2 separate regions of the Sus scrofa genome follow, and region 1 is linked to region 2. The links are chromatin contacts, called in public Hi-C maps. All regions are on one chromosome and are shown on one strand. Each heading gives the region's core, a stretch centred on a gene start, on an enhancer-like site or on the middle of the called end of the contact. The rest is flanking DNA. Distances are from core to core; before and after follow the strand shown.

Region 1 (2,700 bases), core at 91-2,590, 130 kb before region 2:
TAACCCCCTGAGTGAGGCCAGGGATCAAACCCTGGTCCTCGTGGATATTAGTCAGGTTCATTACCACTGAGCCACAGTGGGAACTCCTAAGGAGGAAACCATTGCTACACATAATAAGATGGATGAGCAGGAGTTTCTGTTGTGGCTCAGTGGTAATTAACCTGACTAGCATCCATGAGGACCAAGGTTCCATCCCTGGCCTCGCTCAGTGGGTTAAGGATCCCGCATTGCTGTGAGCTGTGGTGTAACTAGGGTCTGGCATTGCTGTGGTGTAGGCTGGTGGCTATAGCTCCAATTTGACCCCTAGCCTGGGAACTTCCATATGCTGCAGCTGCAGCCCTAAAAAGACAATCAATCAATAGACAGTGAGAAAGCCTGGGTGTGGGACATTTTGATCATTCTGTTAGTCTGTCAGCAAGTTTCTTGACCTTCTAAGATGGATAAAACACAGAACTGATAAAAGAGTTTAAAAAAAAATAGGCGATTTTCAAAATCATTCTGTTCAATGAAAGGAGCCAGACATAAAAGAGAATGTACCTTGTGATTCCATTAATATAAAATTCTTAACCTGTTATGGAAAATAATCTATAAAAGAATAGTTAGATACTGTAAAACTGAACCACTTTGCTGTATACCTGAAACTAACACAACATTTCAAATCAACTATATTTCGATAAAAATTTTTTTGAAAAACCAAAAAAATGAAACTCAACATTGGAAACTAATACTCAGTAACAAATAGCTTATCAGTGGTTGCCTGTGGTTACAAAGGGGCATAAGGGAAGTCTGAGGGTGATGCAAGTATTAGATATCTTTGTAATGGTGATGGTTTCATTGATGTAGGCATATATCAAAACTCATCAGCCTTATTACTGATATGGAGGGTGTTCTAGTGGTCCATATAGAAGATCAGACCAGCCACAATATTCCCTTAAGCCAAAGCCTAATCCAGAGCAAGACCTTCACTCTCTTCAATTCTAGGAAGGCTGAGAGGTGAGGAAGCTGCAGAAGAAAAATTTGAAGCAAGAGGTTGGTGCATGAGGTTTAAGGTAAGAAGCCATCTCCATAACAACCAAGTGCCAGGTGAAGCAGCACGTGCTGATGTAGAAGCTTCAGTAAGTTACCCAGCAGATCTAGCTAAAATAATTCATGAAGGTGGGAATGCAGTAGGGAAGAACCTTTGTATTCTATTACAAGCAAATCACTAAAGGGATGTTGCCTATAAGCCTAAATTATACATAATGGCCCACCTCTGGGAACCCTGCCTCCCAGGTAGTGAGTGTTAAGCTAAAAGACCTTTGCTCACCCCACTGGAAACAGCCTAACCAGGCCCACCTGGGAGTGGCTGCAGGAGGAAGAGGTTACCACCCCCTTCCCCAGTCTGGCCGGAACCGGAACCAGGACTTCACCCCATGCCCCTTTTAGCCTTTTAGTATGAGAGAAGCCTGAGCTCTAACTCGGGAAGATGGCTGTCTAGAATGCTGACCTACCATCTCGTTGGTCTGCTGGCTTTCCAAAAAAGGCGCCATTCCTTGCCCCAACAACTCCTCTGTTTATTGGCCTGTTGTGCAACAAGTATGCACTTGGTAACAAATTTTGGTGAAGCCACTAGGAGCCTGGCTGCTTGTGGCCAGAGAGCCCTGGATTGGTATTTTGGGGTAAGGCCCTGGCGGCTGCGGGGACCACTTGTGTTGAGGCTCTTCCCTTCAAAATTCCCTGAAGTGGCACCAGCTGTCCCAGGGCATGGCAGTTGGAAGGAGGAGTCGACACCAGCCAGCAGATGGGCTCCATGCAGACGGGTAAGTTGCTTCGGTGTGTACAGGTGGAAATGTTATTCCTTTCTGTTTGGGGTGGGGCTTTTTTTATCCTCCTCCGGAATTAGCCAGTTTTCTTGTATTTGAGTGAGGTACCCTCTTGGAGAGAGGAAATAATTGCTGGACTTTTATCCTATTTGTGAACTGATTCATTTGTTTCTTTGGTTGTTAGCATTTGTGTGTGACATTTGTATTTTGTCTGTCTTGTATTTCTGTCTTTTAAAAACTGGGAAATATTTCAACTATCCCTAAAGAAAGCCCTCCAGGTGCATTTTGGATAAGTGATCTGTTTACAGCTATGAACCCCTGGGTGAGAGAAAGATGATATTTTATTGTAATGATGTGTGGCCACAGTACCTGTTAGGATCTGCCCAAGGGGTTTATCCGGGGTTACCTCGGGATCCTGTGCACCAGGTATTGTCACCTTTGATGTGTTATTTACATTGTTTACAATCTCCTGAGTCATTGGCCTGGCCAAGGAATCACATTGCATGGGGTTGAGTTGATGGTTCTTGTGACATGTAAAACCCCAAGTCTAAACTTGAGGGTTTATTTAGGGTTCTCTGTTTGTTCTTTTGGTTTTTCATTTCATTTCGTTTCGATACCACTTCTCCATTTACAGACCGATGTCAAATGGAGAAAAGAAACAACAACAACAAAAACATGTCTGTTCCAGTTCAAAAGTGGGGCATTCCCAGGGAGAAAAGAAAGGTTCCATTTAGTTCTTAAAATCACCATAAGCTCCATTCCAGAATTCAGCCAGGTTGGTTGATGCCAAGGCAAAAAGGTACCCTTTCAATGGTCAGGGATGATCAACTGCTATTTATGGTTTTATGGTGGCCTTTGAATGGCTCTATAGCTGCTCTGTGAAGAAGTGGGTAAGAAT
Region 2 (2,700 bases), core at 102-2,601:
TACAGCTCCCAATCCACCCTTGGCCTGGGAACTTCCATGTGCTGCAGGTGCAGCTGTAAAAAGAAAAAAATAGAGAAAGAAATAACTGAGAAACAGCTGGGCTTCCATTTTAATCTGATGTAAGGGTATCTGTGACTCTCATCTCTCCCCGCCCCAAATCATCCAAGTTCACTGGGAGCTCATATATGAGGCAGTCTGAGTGGTCTGCCCCTAGCTTCTAGGACAGGGAAGGCATCCCCCCACCCTTACCTATTTATCCACCTGCAAAAGACTGCAAGTTATCATGGAAACCCAAAGAACTAATCAGTTTCCTGGCATGGTGGTAGCTACCTGCATTTCATCAATTCTTGAAAGCATTTAAAAAATCTCTCAAAGGGGGGGTGCCTCTTACAATCCATGGTTTCTCATAGTTTGATTAGCAGCACATCCTATAATACATATTTTTAATTTGATGGTGCCCTAGCCTCGCTAAATGTGCTATTTCACATCTTCAAGACCCTGGAGAGACCCTACTAACCAAACTTCAGGGCTATAGGGAGATTGGCCACACTGCGGCTAAGCTGAACCTCAACCAGCAATGTGCGCTGGTCCTCTCCAACCGAGGAAGCTTCTGGAATAGTTCTGATCCTTAAAAACCTTTTGACACAAGGGCATGTTTCTTTTAGGTTTATTCATGGAGATGGAAAACTGGGCAGGGAACTGCCTCTACCGAATCCTTAAAATATCCGAACCGTAAGGGGCACAGATTCGATAAGGTCACCCCGCTACCTTCGAGCCCCTCCCCCCAGCGGTTAACCGCAAGAGGCTAATTAAGGGGCTGCCTAGCGACCGCGCTAAAAGGAGAGGAGCGGGCGTCCCCTTTTCTCAGGACATCATTCACTGTCTGGGGAGGGTCTAAAAGCATCTTCCCAGGGTGCGGGGCGGGCTGGTTGCAGAACCCGGATTGCTCAGGGGCAGAAATGCTAAAAAGTAGTTAACAGCCAAAAAGAAAGATAAATTCAGGTTTCCATAAAAGACGCTTCTAAAAGGTTCGGTAACTGAGTTTTCACGCCGGTAATAAAGTGACGAGGGTAAAGCTTGGGAAAGCCCTGCATTTCCGGCGGGGGACCCGTCACCGCCGAGGACGCGCCGCACCGCTCCCTACCCACCAGCGTAGGTAGCGCGACGCCGCGTGGGAGCTCGCAGCAGGACTCACCGGCTCCTGGGCCGTGGACCCTTGGACCCCAGCAACCGTGAGGCCTGCAGAGGACCCGGCGCCCAGCTTGAGCGCAGGCTCCGCCCCCGGGAGTGGGCACGGGGCTTTATTGGAAGGGAGCGGGGCTCCATCCGGAGGTGGGGCGTGCGTAACTCGAGGTTCCTCCCTCGGGGTGGGGCATATAGGGGCTCCGCCCCCAGGCGAGGAGGGGGCTCTGTCCTGGTGGGGACAGGGAGTGGTGGTGAGGGCGGGGCGAGGTGGGCCGTTCCTGCCCTAAGGGGGTCGCTGGATGCTGGGCAGTTGCCGAGGTTGGGGAGTGTGTCTGAGCAGACGTAGGGAAGAAACAAACCGCCCTTGGAAAGGTCATTGTCTTATACGAAGATAGACTGCTATAGAGAAAATTAAGTTAAACAAGACCACTTTGGGTGGTCAGGCAAAGGGAAGCCTTTTGGTTGGTTTTGCCGGGCCTCCAATCCTAGCGAGGTAATTGTGAAAAGGAAACAAGTTGTCAAGAAATTTTCGTAAAGTTTTTCAAGGGTGGGTTTTTTTTTTTTAATTTTATATTATTTGAATATTATTATTTAAATTTTTACCGTAAACAAATTTTGTTTTAAAAGCAATATTTGGGGAATTGCCTGGTGGCTCAGCGGTGTAAGGACCTGGCATTGTCGCTGCTGAGGCAGTTGGGGCCCTGGTTCTATTCCTAACCGGGAACTTCTGCATGTCCTGGGTGCTGCCAAAAAAAAAAAAAAAAATCGATATTAAACTTCATCGTGTTATTATGGAAATATTACAAAGCAGGGATTCTCAAACTTTAATGTGCATATGAATCACCTGGGAGTCTTTTTTGTTTGTTTTTTTGTTTTGTTTTTCTTTTTAGGGCTGCACCTACCGCATATGAAAGTTCCCTGGCCAGGGGTCAAGTTGGAGCTACAGCTGCTGGTCTCTGCCACAACCATATCTGCAACCTATACTGCAGCTTGTGGCAACGCCGGATCCTTAACCCACTGTTTGAGGCCAGGGATCGAACCTGAATCTTCATGGATACTGTGTCAGGTTCTTAACCTGCTGAGCCACAATGAGAACTCCTTAATCGTGTTTAAATGCAGATTCTGACTCTGGTGTGTAGAGGGCCCAAGATTTTCCTTTTCAACAAGCTCCCAGGAGATGCTGTGGCTGCTGGTGGTCCAGGGACACAGGTGGGACAGCAAGGACTTGGGGCACTGTACTTGGCAGTTGGTGAGCACTTAATAATTACTCTTTGAATGAGTGGTTAAATTAGATATTAGATAATGAAACCCATAAACTATAAAGTGCTATGCAAATGCATGTAGTCACCACTCTATGACAATAAAGTTGCTGAATCTGCGTGGAAAATGGCAAACTCCCAGAAGAGCAACTCGACAGAAGAGCAGCAAAGAGCATTGTTCCTGCATTGGACTATCGGGGTCCAAATCCTCCCACTCAGGAGGCAGACCTTGGGCAAGTAACTTTTCTGTACCTCA

The links. Hi-C and Micro-C count contacts between places; a contact is called where the count stands out from the background.
Region 1: a contact with region 2 is called in a Hi-C map of fetal liver, with 2.5 times the contacts expected there. The contact joins the enhancer-like site here to the promoter of NEIL2 in region 2. A contact is called at or near these places in 4 of 5 promoter capture datasets (fetal liver, fetal skeletal muscle, liver and 1 more), 30 of 47 Hi-C or Micro-C datasets (adipose tissue, alveolar macrophages, blood and 15 more) and 2 of 2 datasets of contacts at active chromatin or transcription factors (alveolar macrophages and skeletal muscle).

The regions. Positions count from the first base shown.
Region 1 is chr14:15,072,766-15,075,465 of Sscrofa11.1, reverse strand. It overlaps LOC106508068 (a long non-coding RNA gene), which reads left to right. Exons shown (of 3, transcript XR_002338631.1): 3 at 982-1,127. It also overlaps the pseudogene LOC110256701. Among named protein-coding and RNA genes, the nearest start is that of DEFB136, 37 kb to the left of the region's middle. Within about 2 kb of position 1,340, at least 1 of the 83 cell types and tissues checked has an H3K27ac peak or open chromatin away from gene starts, as enhancers often do. A contact at or near this core is called in fetal liver, where this site is marked.
Region 2 is chr14:14,943,780-14,946,479 of Sscrofa11.1, reverse strand. It overlaps NEIL2 (endonuclease 8-like 2), which reads right to left and starts at 1,351. Exons shown (of 5, transcript XM_003359058.4): 1 at 1,196-1,351.